Regions from separate parts of the Sus scrofa genome. Here region 2 is linked to region 1. The links are chromatin contacts, called in public HiChIP or PLAC-seq maps. All regions are on one chromosome and are shown on one strand. The core of a region is the stretch at or near the end of the contact, and the rest is flanking DNA. Distances in the headings are between cores, read along the strand shown.

Region 1 (7,082 bases), core at 704-3,203:
ATCCACACGTCAGCGCACTTTAGTTCCCAATACCCTTCTATCCAAACATCGAAAACAAGTTTTCTTAAGGATGGAGCTTTGGTTTGGAGTGTCAGGAGAGCAACAAGTGGTTTCAGAACATGGAACACTTTGAAGGCAAGTACCTAAAACGAGGGTCATAAATTTGGGGTGCCTGGGGGAACTAAGCCCCAAAAACAAACCACAGATTTCAAAATACTGCACCGGGCTGGCTCTTGCTCCAGAACAGCTCGCCTCTCTCTCTTCCTCTTCCTCCCTTTCCACGTGATCCTCACAGATCTCCGCACCAGAAAATAGACTACCATTGTCAGTGCCATAATTTGGCAATGCTATGTGTCCCAACCACAGTGACTGGCACAGCAGAGGCAAGCAAATATTTACTGAATGAACCAAAGGCCAAAGTTGTTTCTGTGGGCAAGCTGGGACCCTAACTGCAGTATTTAACAAAGTGAAGAAATGCACCCTAAGCCCCTGATTATTGTTATAAAAATGAACTTTTAAAATGCGAATATAAACTGGGAACAGGCTAAGGGAAAGCCTCACCTGATCCTTTTCTTCTTCCTCAGCTAGACTGCCTCAAAGACAACAGCTTAGCACTTGAGCATTCAAATACAAATCTCAGAGGGGGCATGATGTTTTAACAGTTTAGAGTATAAAAACAAACACCATTACCTTATTTAGGGTGTCTAGTTTAGATCATCTTAACTTCAATAGCAGCTTAAAAAAAAAAAAAAAATCCCCTCTCAGCATTCTCAGGGTGAGAGTAGGGTGGAGAAGACAGCAGACATTTTCCACAAAGTTCACAGTGGGCTAAAAAACAAAATCATGCTCTACAGTGTGGGGAACGTCTCCTTTAAAACATGACCAGAAATTTATACAGATACATCTACTATACGAAATAATTAAACAGAGCCTGTGTTTATAGGTAGACATGAGTGTAAAGCAAATGGCTTCAAAGACAGCTCTTGAAAATTTTACCTATTTTTCCCCTTTGGTAGACTCCCGTGACCTGAAGACTTGGCTACAGGTTCCAGTTGGTATCGGATTCTTCACAACGTGAGATTTTTTTCAGGCGTCAAATTACAGTAAAGCTCCTGGGGCAGAATAAGAGCCAAAAGCAACAGGGAAGATGCCTATTTTCCTCCTCCACCCCTCCTTCCACTTGCCACTTAAGAAAAACAGCACGTTTTTACGTTAGAAAAGGGCCTGGTCCTTCGAGATTCAATGCGGTGTTTGATTTCGGGAACGAACCTACGGATTCTGAAATACAGGTTAAGACCTCATCCATCATGAACTAGTTTTGCGCTCTTCCACCGCCGCCTTTGTCTGAGCTGTCCCTGCAAACTCGCAGTTCAATGCCTTCCTGTAAACAAGCCACCTAAAACCAAAAGGAACGTTCTAAGTCTTTCTAAAAAGAAAAGAAGATCCCCAAAACGCGCCTGGGAGCCTAATCCCAGCACCGAGCAGGCCGGAGTGCACACGACTGGAACCTCGACCGGGGGGCAGCCGCGCCGAGCGGCGCGACGATCGAGGCCGGGGGTAGGGGCACCGCGCCCGCCGCCCCCGCTCCCAGGCTGCGGCTCCCGGGGGCGGGGGACCATCGCCGGCCGCTGCGCCACGGCTTCTCTCTCCCCTGCCAGGCACTCACCTCCATGGATGGGCAGCGGTGCCAGCACCTGACCGCGGACCTCGGCCTTAGGCGAGTCGAGCCCGTAGCGCCCGCGGTCGATGCGGAACGTGAGCGGGGAGCCGCGGCCGGGCTCCTGCACGGTCACATTGATGAGCGCCGTGTAGTATTCCTGGCTCGCGTTATCAGCCCGCGCCGGCCACAGGCTGCAGGTCAGCAGCGCGAGCGCGGCGAGCCGGGCCGGGCCCGCCCGCGCCGCACCGCTCATCGTCCCTCCCGCCGCCGCCGCTGCTCGCGGACCGGGCTCCCGGGCCGGCGCCGAGAGGCGGGGCGGGCGCGGCCGGCGCTGCGGCGGGAGCGCGCGCGCGCGGCCGGCGCAGGGCCGGGCACGAGCACGGCTCTCCTCGGTGCCGCGGCGCCGCTGCTCGCTGCCCTCACGTCCGCCACCCGCCCGCGGGAACGCGCCCATGGGCTCCTCAGCGAGGACGGCGGGTCAGGCCGCGCGCAGTCGTCTCCTCCGGGGTCCCTCCATTCCACAGGGCCGGTCCCGCTGAGTTGGGGCGCCACTCGGGGAAGCGACGGGAGTGGAAGACGCGCCTGAAAAAGGGTCTTCGTAGCACAAAGTCCTGTTCGCCCGGCTGCCGCCTCAGGCGCGCACTCGCCGCCGTCCCGCCCCCTGTCAGCCGAGTGGCAAGGCGCAGGCCTTGGGCGCAGGCCCGCCCCCTTGCGCATGCGTGCAAGCCCGTGTCCGCTCCCGCCCGCCCGCACGAGGGCCCTAACAGACCCGGCACCTAATAGCCCCACGACCAGCCATGTTCATGCGTCGGGCGAGATGCGCACAGAGTTTGGAACCAGGGGCCTTTTCCAAGGGCCTATGGAAAAGTATGAGACAAGAACACAAAAGAAAAAAAGCTAAAACTAAAAATTAATTTCTAAATTAAATATGGGATTCCACATTTCAACCAGTCAACTCAAAGTCTTATTTATCATCATTGGGCCCAGGGCGGGTTGGGGGGGGGGTTCTGTGCAAATAAGAGTATGGGGGTCTCTCTAGACCTGGATCTTTAAGAACATCTGAGGTACTTGCTCAGGCATCTGGAACCCTGGAATTCCCTTTCCAAACAGCCCTGGGTCACTTAGAGCCCCTGTGGTAGAGCTCTTCCCTAGTGGTGGTCTTCTTAATGTTCTCCTCCCACTTAGCATGCCCTGGCCTGCCCCTGCTTGAGAAGCTCATGCCCCTTACTCCCTTGTCCTTACAGGATGTGAGGTGCCCATGCCTGCTGGTATGAGAAATGGTTGCAGAGACCCACAGAACCAGTCTGTTAAGTCAGCTGGGTGCGAGGGGTGGGGGGAGCAGGTCCCTTTAAAGCTCTCTTGGCCTTTCTGAATTTGTCAAGGAGAAAGTTGGTTCTAAAATGGAGTAGTGGGGTTTTTTTGCCTTTAAAAAAAAAAAAATACATTCCCTTTCTTGTATTATCTTCCACCATGTTCTGTCCTAAGAAACTGGATATAGTTCCCAGTGCTATATAGTAGGACCTCATTGCTTATCCATTCTAAATGCGATAGTTTGCATCTATTAACTCCAAACTCCTAGTCCATCCTCCCACCTACCCCCATCTGCAAACACAAGTCTGTTCTCTAAGCACAGGACTTTATTTTATAATCTATGTGTGCCCTTTTATTGCTACACTGAACTGCCATTCCCTACCCCACAAGCAACCATTCTAATGTGCTTAAAAACATGCAGTGTTGGAGTTCCCGTCGTGGCGCAGTGGTTAACGAATCCGACTACGAACCATGAGGTTGCGGGTTCGGTCGCTGCCCTTGCTCAGTGGGCTGATGATCTGGCGTTGTCGTGAGCCCTGGTGTAGGTTGCAGACTAGGCTTGGATCTTGCATTGCTGTGGCTCTGGCATGGGCCGGTGGCTGCAGCTCTAATCAGACCCCTAGCTTGGGAACCTCCATATGCCACGGGAGTGGCCCAAAAAATGGCAAAAAGACGAAAAAAATGCAGTGTTGTTTATATGTACTTCTTAATTATGAAATAGTATTGGTTATAGCTATCATTGTTTTTTGTTCTTCACCCAGCACTATGTTGGGTTTGTTTTGTTGTTTTCTTCTATTTATATAATAAATTTTATTTTGAAATATATCTTACCTGTACTGAAATGCAAAAAACTTACATGTACAGCTCAACAGATGTCTAGTAAATGAAAATCCCTTTGTAACCACCATCTAGATCAAGATGGAGAACATTGCCAGCACCCCCAAAGCTTCCCTGGCCTTCTCAGTCATTACTACCCTACTAATCTGCTTCTGTTACCATAGATCAGTTTGCCTGTTTTGAAATTTATGGAAATAGAATCACACAACATGGATTCTTTGATGCCTAGTTTTTTTCCTAGCATTATGTTTGTGAAATTCTTTCCCTTTTTTTGCATTTATTGTAGTTGTTTGCTCTTTTTCTTGACTATATAGTATTCCACAAGTGATGTATCCATTTTCCTGTTGATAGGAATCTGTATTGACTTCTGTTTTGGGATTTTATGAACAGAGCTGTTACTAAAACTGTGTGTCTTTTGGTGTATATGAGTAGGCGTCTCTAAGAGTCTGGACTGTGGAATGGAATGGCTGCATCATAGGGTAGGCATGCACCTTTGGTGGATACTAGCACTGCCTTTTTTTTTTTTTTTTGTCTTTTTGCCATTTCTTGAGCTTCTCCTGCAGTATAGAGAGGTTCCCAGGCTAGGGGTCTAATCGGAGCTGTAGCTGCCAGCCTATGCCGGAGCCACAGCAACGCAGGATCCAAGCCTCGTCTGTGACCTACACCACAGCTCACAGCAATGCCGGATCGTTAACCCACTGAGCAAGGGCAGGGATCGAACCCGCAACCTCATGGTTCCTAGTCAGATTCGTTAACCACTGCGCCACGACGGGAACTCCACTAGCACTGTCTTTTTAAGCTGCCCTTCCCTCACCCCCATCCGAGCCTCTCTTTTCTGTTTCTCCCCTTGGGGGTTGTCCCTTGAAGGTCTTGGCCCAAGAGAGCTCCCCCTGCTGTTGCTGCTGATTATCACCCCATCCCTAAATTGTGGCCGTGGGTGAAATGATTGTAGAAACCCAGTCCAATTCCCATGGGACAGATCGTCCTGGAGAAGCTGCTCTCAGTGTGTTCCTTGTGGATCCTGAAGTCCTGGAGATGCTGCAGGTGAAGAGCCCTATAGAGACATCAAGACTCTATTAGACTACTAAAGTCTACAAGACTGTACTAGACACATTTCCGTATATGGCTGAGTATTTGTAAGTTCACATCAGATTTGCTGGCTCCTCTGGGTTACTTGGGCCAGCACATGGAAAGGGTATTTTAGGAAGTGCAAATAATATTTTTATTTTAATAATTATGTGTTCATTTTAACATTGACTTCTATTTTATAGCAAGTGATTTCACTTTCAATGATAGTAATGTCACCTGTCTTTAAAAACTGAGACATCTTAGAGAAAAGTATTTAATAAATGGTAGTCAGATGGAATATAGATGTGGCGAAATTATAAAAGTCGTTATTCAAAGGACCAAAGTGAGGGAAATGATAATAGAGAAAAGAGCGGGGGCTTCAGAGACAGAGGCCCAGGGCTGGGTTGAAATCAGGGCTACTGATTGTGAAATATTCAGGAATTTGGAGTTCCCCTGTGGCTCAGCTAATTAAGAACCCAACTAGGGTCTGTGAGGATCTGGGTTCAATCCCTGGCCTTGCTCAGTGGGTTAAGGATCTGGCATTGCCGCAAGCTGCGGTGTAGGTCACAGATGCGGCTTGGATCCTGTGTTGCTGTGGCTCCAATTCAACACCTGGCCTGGAAACTTCCATATGCCATAAGTGTGGCCATTAAAAAGAAAAAAAATCAGGGATTTTGCAACCATTTGTTACACAACTGATACCTTGAAATTAGCTGTGACTGTAGGATAATGTTTATACCACAGAAATTGGCAGACTGTATAAATCAAGGCGCCCTCCCTATTTCCTGTCTCCTCCCCACCCCCTTCCACTGCTTTTCTTATTTTTCAAAGAGTGGTTTATCAGAATTTCTCTGGTTCAAATCCCTGCTTGGCTACATGTCAACTCTGTGACCTCTGCACGCTCCTATCCCCTTGGGTCAGTTTCCTCTGTGAAATGGTCCTAATGGCCTCTTCCTCTCTAGCTCTGACGGATGCAAATTGGATGACGGGTGCCTGGAAGCTATAGCTACTGCAGTCACCCCCATTTCCCTCTGACTTGTTACTGAAGGCACAGGGACTTCCGAAGGGTTTGAGTGGCTGCCTGGGTAAGGACTGCTGTGCTGCCTTCCCACAGGCATCACCCAGAACAGTCTGTCCAGAATGGACAGCCCCTCAGGTTGGCCAGTGTCTGGCACATGCAGACAATGGGAACCCCAGTGCAAACAGAGGCACAATGTAACAACATTTTATTTAGAAAAATGTACGATGCATTTGTGGGTTTTGTTTTTGTTTCTGTCTTTTTAGGGCCACACCCGTGGCACATGGAGGTTCCCAGGCTAGGGGTCTAATTGGAGCTACAGCTGCCGGCCTACACCACAGCCACAGCAAAGCCAGACCCGAGCTGTGTCTGCGACCCACACCACAGCTCACAGCAACACCCAATCCTTAACCCACTGAGCAAGGCCAGGGATTGAACCTACATGCTCCTGGATACTGGTCAGGTTCATTACTGCTGAGCCACGACGGGAATGCCCCAAAACTTTTAAGCTTTCTTAACCAAAAACTTCAGGTATAAGAAAAAGTTGGAAGAAGGCACAGTGAAGCCCTTGTACCTCATCACTTAGGTTCATCCACTGTTAGCATTTCATCATAAATGCTTTACCCGTCTATCACTTTTATTTTAAAATTGTTTTTCTGAAACATTTTATGACCCTTTGGGCCTTTCTCGTATATTATCACGACCAAAACAATGAATAGTAGGAGCTCCCTGGTGGCCTAACAAGTTAAGGATCTGGCATTGTCACTGCTGTGGCACCAGTTTGATCCCTAGCCTGAGAACGTCCGCATGCCGTGGGTGTGGCCAAACAAAAAAAAATCAATGAATAGTAATTCTGTAAAATAATCCCATATCTCACCCTGTTCAAATGTTCCCAAAAATATCTAAAAGTGTCCCCCTCTTCTCCTGCCTCCCCTCCCCTGCCTCCCCCTTGGGCCCTGCACTCTTTTCTTTGAATGGGATCCAATGATGTTTCTGCATTGGGTTTGGTTATATATTTTTCTAGAAATTTAGACTTTGGGGTTACAGCCCCAGCTCCAGTAGATTTTTGTTTTTTTGTTTTTTTTTTTTTTTGTCTTTATGTCTTTTCTAGGACTGCTCCCGCGGCATATGGAGATTCCCTGGCTAGAGGTCTAACAGGAGTTGTTGCCACTGGCCTACGCCAGAGCC
Region 2 (6,693 bases), core at 1,842-4,341, 170 kb before region 1:
GGTCCTGCTAGCATCTTCACTGGGCTCAGGGTACCCAGAGACATGTACCTGGGCCAACAGCCAGCCCCAGACCTCCTGGGGTAAAACAAGTTCTCAACGCACTCAGCTCAATATGTACATGCACGTTTTCCAGGAGGATGATCACTTGATAAACTAAGGGAACTCAAGGCAAGGGGTGTGGCCCTGGCGGCTGTTTCTGTTGAGCCTCCTGGCAGCCTCGAGCTCCTCCATCCATGGGCAGGCAGAAGAGCCAGGATTTGAGGCGAGGACCCAGAGGTGAGGTGTCCCCCCATCTCAGTACAGCCAGCACGACTATGTTGCAACTCTGACATCTCCTCTCTCTCAAGCTGCCTGTGGTGTCTCCCCAGGAAACCACTGCAGGAATTAGCTCTATGCCTGGGAACGATGTTCTGACAAAGCACCCTCCTCATTATTAAGGCCCTGCCTCCGTCTTCTGCTGTCCTCAACTGGACCCACCAGCGGAAAGCACAAGGGGGGCCCCAGAGAGCCTGTGGACCATCACTGGTGCCCTGTCCCTTCAGGCCACCTTCCTGGGTCTCAGCTGGCAGCACCTCATTCCCCTCGGCTACACCTGGGAGACCCGTGACCTCTGCTTTGAATGTCCCTCTGCTTTCTCCATTGGACTCTACTCAGGAGTAATGGTCCCCACCAATGGAAATGAACGGTCTGCCTCACAGGATTGGGATTTTGTTTGTTGGCTGATAGAAGCGAACTGTAAAAATCAAAGGGCAGGAGCTCCCGTAGTGGCGCAGTGGTTAATGAATCCGACTAGGAACCATGAGGTTGTGGGTTCAGTCCCTGCCCTTGCTCAGTGGGTTAATGATCCAGCGTTGCCGTGAGCTGTGGTGTAGGTTGCAGACATGGCTCGGATCCCGCGTTGCTGTGGCTCTGGCGTAGGCCGGTGGCTACAGCCCTGATTCGACCCCTAGCCTGGGAACCTCCATATGCCGCGGGAGCAGCCCAAAGAAATAGCAAAAAGACAAAAAAAAAAAAAAAAAAAAATCAAAGGACAGATCTGAAATTACTGATTCAATTTTTACAATAGTTTCAGGCCTGTTCAGGTTTCCTATTTCTTTCTCAGTCTCAATTCAAGTTATGTAGTAGACCGAATAATAGTCTCCCAAAGATGCTGAAATCATAACACCCAGAAGGGAGGAGACTAATTGACTGACTGAAGATGCCATGCTGCTGGTATTAAAGAGGAAGGAAGGAGGAGTTCCCACTGTGGCACAGTGGGTTAAGAAACTGACTGGAGCGGCTTGGGTCACTGCTGAGGTGTGGGTTTGATTCCTAGCCTGGCGCAGTGGGTTAAAGGAGCCGGTGTTGCTGCAGCTACAGTATGGGTGGCAGCTGTGGCTCCAATTCAGTCCCTGGCCTGGGAACTTCCATATGCTGAGGGTGTGGCCATTAAAAAAAACAACAAAAAATTTTGTGCTTTAATTTAAAAAAAGAGGAAGGGGCCAAGAACCATGGAATACAAGGTTCCTAAAAGCTGCAAAAGTCAAGGAAATGGATTCTCCCCTCAGAGCCTACAGAAGGAACACTGCCCTGCCAACACCTTGATTTTAGCCTGTGAGATCCATTTCTGACTTCTAACCTCCAGAACTCAGATAAGGAGTCTGTGTTGTTTTAAACCACTAAGTTTATGGCAATCTGTTATAGTAGAAACTGGACACTAAATCACATTATTTTATTTGTTTTTAGGCAAGAAATAGATTTATTAAGATGGGACGCTTGTGAGAGATGCAAGTGGGCAGGCAAGGAAGCTCTGCTTAAAACATTATTTTAAAAAAGTGGCTATCTTGTCTCAAGTCTTAAATTTATGGATTTAAAGCTGCTTATGGCATTCTCTCTCTCTCTTTTTTAACCCTGCTTTGTTAAAAGCGCTCTCATGTTTCATTTCCAGCATTGCTCATTTGAGGTTTCTCTCTTTTGTCCTGGATCACTTTTGCCACAGGTTTATTTACATTTGAGAGCTGCTTTTGGATCTGTTGCTCCTCCGTGTCATTCCTTCATTTTCTATGGAATTAACTTCTGCCTTTTGTTACAGACATACCCTGGAGATACTGTGGGTTCAGTTCTGAACCACGGCAATAAAGTCAGTATCAAATTAAAGTGAGTCACATGAATTTTTTGGTTCCCCAGGGCATACAAAAGTTATGTTTACACTGTCCTGTGGCTTATTAAATATGTCACAGCATTACATCTTAAAAAAATAAGGTACCCATCTTAATTAAAAAATACTTTATTGCTAAGAAATACCTACCATCATCTGCACCTTCAGTGAGTAGTTATCTTTCTGTGATAACTGCATTCCTTCTTTCTAATTCCCCAGCTTCTCTGGTGTTCTTCTAACTTACTGAGTTGGACATCTGACTCATTAATTCTCACCCTTTCTTCTTTTTGTCATATTATAAAAATAAGATTTAAGGCTTTAAATTTCCTTCTCTGTGCTGCTTTTGCTGCATCACACAAATTCTGATGTAAAGTAGTATTTCCAGAATTGTTCAGTTCTTAGTATCTTCCTTTTTGGGGGGCTTTTTGTCTTTTTAGGGCTACACCCGCGACATATGGAGGTTCCCAGGCTAAGGGTCCAATTGGAACTGTAGTGGCTGGCCTATGCCACAGCCACAGGAACGTGGGATCCAAGCCACGTCTGCGACCTATACCACAGCTCATGGCAATGCTGGATCCTTAACCCACTGAGGGAGGCCAGGGATCAAACCCACATCCTCATGGATCCTAGTCAGGTGCACTAACCGCTAAGCCACGACAGGAGCTCCTCCAGTACTTATAATTTCCATTTTTGCTTTGCCCCATCTAGAACTTTGTTCTGATTTGTTGATTAGTTTGTTGGGGCCTACCATAAGAGAAACATTTAATAAGTTGCTGTTATTATTACTATTGCCTAGCTAGCTCATTAGGAGAGTGAAGGCTTCCCTCTGCTCCCTTTGCCTGTTTTCCTGGAGCTAGAAATCGGCCCTCCCTGAACCCCAAGTGCATGGAGAACTGCTGAGGAACTCTTAGGCTACCCGCCCAGGGCTAGGAGGTTCTGGCGTAATAGAGTCACAGGGGATGTTGCCCAAAGTAAGTCTGCATCATCAACCTTTGGCTCAGTAAGAGTCCTCTGAAGAATCTACCCTAAGGCTATAATCTAACAGAAAGAAAAAGACACACATACACTCAGATTATAATGTTAACTATTCCCTAAGGAGGAAGCAACCTAAATATCATCGTGATAAAAACTTTTACATATTGCTAAAATCTTCAAAATTATTTTGAAAGCTGTAAAATTTTCCACTAAGAATACCACACATGACTGACTAAGGCCTCAGAATAGAGAATGCTCAGCACAGTGTTCACATAGAAAGTACTCAACGAATGCTATGCTAGCAGTATTAGCACTCTCATTTTGCAGAGGCAAGAACAGCTACTTCCCCTCTTACCATGGGACTGGGAGGAAATGTTTCCAGTTTTTTTTTTTTTTTTGCTGACAGTGTTGCAGAGAACATCCTGAGACACACATCCTTCTGCACATATGAATACACTGTAGGGTAAATTTCAAAAATGGACTTGCTGGGTCAAAGTGTCTGTGCATTTTGAAGTAATGTGAGTTTTATAACAAAAACACACTTCAAACTATTCTATCATTTCCAACTTCTTCCTCGTTTGGCCAAGGAACTGGCCATCAGAGTTGTGTATCTGCATATTTGCTCTAAGGCCCTTTGCAGGGAATGGAAACCCCCAGCTAAGCTTAGTCAGACACCAGGGGCTGGCCAGAACATGGGGCCTGCACACAAGTTCAAGTACCCCTTTCAACATCAAGGGAACTGGATCCACTTCGTTTCCATCTCTGTTTAAAAGACCTACACCATGCTGCCTGAATGTCGTTGAAGATAACCTAGGAGAATACTGCTAGCCCAGAGAAGAGAGTAAGAACCAGGAGTGGAAAGTGAATCTTACATGTATCTTGCCCTTGACGAACGTGGTAATATCCTCCTCATTGTCAAAGATGGACAGAGTCTGAAGTAAGTTGTTTTCCAGCCATTCCCAGTGTTTTGTGATTTCTTTGCGGGAAGAACCTAGGGGAGGTTTGGTGGGGGGAAGAAAAGGAAAATCATAAAATTATCAGGCCTTAAACATAAACTCAGGGAGTTCCCATTGTGGCTCAGCAGTAATGAACCTGACTAGTATCCATGAGGACACAGGTTCGATCCCTGGCCTCGCTCAGTGGGCTAAGGATACAGCATGGCTGTGAGCTATGGTGTAGGTCGCAGATACAGCTCGAATCTGGGGTTGCTGTGGCTGTGGTGTAGGCCGGAAGCTGCAGCTCCGATACAACCTCTAGCCTGGGAACTTCCATATACCATGGGTGTGGCCCTAAGAAGAAAACAAAAAACAAAACAAAACAAAAAACTCAAGGAGAGATTAAAATGTATGACCTAATTTGCTATATACCCAAGGGACTACAGTCTTAGAGCTGCTTACTCTTTCCTTAAATTTTATAGCAAAAGTCATAAATGGTCCCAATAAAAACAAAAACACAACAAAAATTCAGATAGACTTACAAAATCACGAGGAAAATAAAGCCTCAACTTTCCTCTAATACCAAGAGTGAGAGCGACCGCTAGTTTCCTCTGGGTCCTCCCAGATAGAAGTCTACACACCTGCAGGTTTGCTTACTTATTTTTCTTCGATAAAAGGACTTGATAAAGTCTTCCACATAAAGGCGATTAGCCAAACGCGGTCAGACTTGGCATAAGGGACTGCAGCTCCCCTGAGAAGCCACGCATCCAGGGAGAGCAGCTGGAGCTTCCCGCAGCTCTAGGCAGCTGGCTGGCTGGTTTTTACTGGGCAGACCAGAGACTCCCGTCCCTCTCTCTCAAGCCAAGTGCCCCACTGGGCCTTTGCCTGCAATGCTCCTCCTCCTCAACCCAGTACACATCCCAGCCGGGATCCTGTCTCCTCCAGGATCCCCTGTCTGGCCTTTTTGGATTCAGGCTGGCCCCCAGTGTCCCCCCCAGCTAGAAGGGGGTCCCAGTCCTCCTTGGGGAGGGGCCCCCAAAGGCACTGAAAACCCATGGAAATGGAAACCCCAGAGAGGCAGCCCAATGCCACTCCCAAAGAGTGAGGCAGCAGTTTTCTCTGCCTTTGTCAAGGAATTGGGAAAAGGGGCTCCAGAAGGAGGAGTGAGGGGATGAGCAAAGTCCCTGCCTGGCCTATCTTCTCCGCCCCCTGACGCCCCATTTTTGGGGGCTTTTCATGTGCCTGGCATGAGGTTTGCATTTAACTCTTTCTTTCTTTTTTTTGGCTGTGCCTGCAGCATGTGGAAGTTCCCGGCCAGGGATTGAACCTGTGCCACAGCACTGACTCAAGCTATGGGTCCTTAACCACTAGGCTACCAGGGAACTCCAAGAACTCCTTCTTGAATGAATTAATGCAAGAATAAGAAAAGGAGTGAAGGCTCTGCTTCCTTCTTAGTGCCCTGGGGTGGGGCAGTCTGTAGGCTGCAAGCACCTAGAAGGCCCAGCTGATTCCCAGACCATGGAAAGGCCCATACGCTCAGCACAGAGGGAGCCTTAGTGAAGACACGAGCCCAGCAGGGCTGTGGACCACAGACATGTTTTGCTGGGCACCCCATTCTTTCCTTCTTGGCTACAGCTCTCCCACTAGCGGAAGACTCAGCCTTGACCCCAACCTGGCCAGGCCAAGCTAGTCCCTGTCGTCTCCTCCAGCCCATGCACCTGCTCACTGCTCTGTCGCACATGAGTCCAGCCTGTATGGTTAAGGTTGACTTGTTTGCTTCTTTACATTTACCAGCAGCTCACTATCCTAACAAGCAATTCCTCAGAAAGACCCTCCCCCATGAGCCTGTGGGAGCCTGTGGAGATGATTAAACCCGGACTCATACAACTAAGAGCGATAATCATGACAACAATTAATCATAAACAGAAATTCCTCCTGGAAGTTCCTAAACCATCCATAATTTCTTTCATTTTTCTCTGCATATCTATTAAGGCATCTTTTCCCAGGGACACAGAGGCCAAGGTCTAGCTGTTAGGGAAAGGGATCTCACTCTCGCTCGCTCTTTTTGCCAAGAACCTCTATTTGAATTTGGAAGTTGAATTTGCCTGTGATACAACTCTACTGTGTTACTCCCTCTCACACGCAGCCCACAACAGAGGAATCTTGTCTCCGATGAAGACTGTGTGCCTCTGTCTGCACTTTAATAATAAACATTCATACATATTCACTTAAAAGAATTATTAGTTAAAAGCAATTCCATCTTCATTTAGTACTAAGTAAGTACAAATCATGCTATCTATAAGTCAGGCACTGGGAATAAAAAATATCATAGCTGATTAAATTCTTAAGTGCTATTTCTGCCTTCCAGAACTCTTCATGGATTCTCTTGATTCTTAGAGTACCTCAGAGACAGGTACTTCATTATTTTCATTTTATAGGATGAAGCTGAGGCACAGAGAGGTTGAGTAAGTTGCCCAGGTCACCTAGCTGGGAAGAGACTAAACCCTAATGCTAATCCAGGCTGCCTGGTGCAGAGCCGGCCCACACCCTCAGGGAGTCGCTGGTCCAGTGGGCGAGCCGGCGCGTCTTCAGTGCCAAAGTATCGGTGGAGATGAGGAAAGTCCAGGGGGTAAGCGGGCGGGTATG

The links. HiChIP or PLAC-seq counts read pairs in DNA pulled down with a chosen protein or histone mark.
Region 2: a contact with region 1 is called in an H3K27ac HiChIP or PLAC-seq map of alveolar macrophages. The contact joins the enhancer-like site here to the promoter of RNF130 in region 1. A contact is called at or near these places in 2 of 5 promoter capture datasets (fetal liver and liver), 12 of 47 Hi-C or Micro-C datasets (alveolar macrophages, embryonic fibroblasts, fetal heart ventricle and 5 more) and 2 of 2 datasets of contacts at active chromatin or transcription factors (alveolar macrophages and skeletal muscle).

Annotation. Positions count from the first base shown.
Region 1 is chr2:78,510,964-78,518,045 of Sscrofa11.1, reverse strand. It overlaps RNF130 (E3 ubiquitin-protein ligase RNF130), which reads right to left and starts at 1,953. Exons shown (of 9, transcript XM_021084320.1): 1 at 1,667-1,953. The coding sequence starts at 1,913.
Region 2 is chr2:78,682,984-78,689,676 of Sscrofa11.1, reverse strand. TBC1D9B (TBC1 domain family member 9B) reads right to left here. Exons shown (of 22, transcript XM_003123648.4): 3 at 3,985-4,103. Among named protein-coding and RNA genes, the nearest start is that of TBC1D9B, 10 kb to the right of the region's middle. Within about 2 kb of position 3,091, at least 4 of the 83 cell types and tissues checked have an H3K27ac peak or open chromatin away from gene starts, as enhancers often do. A contact at or near this core is called in alveolar macrophages, where this site is marked.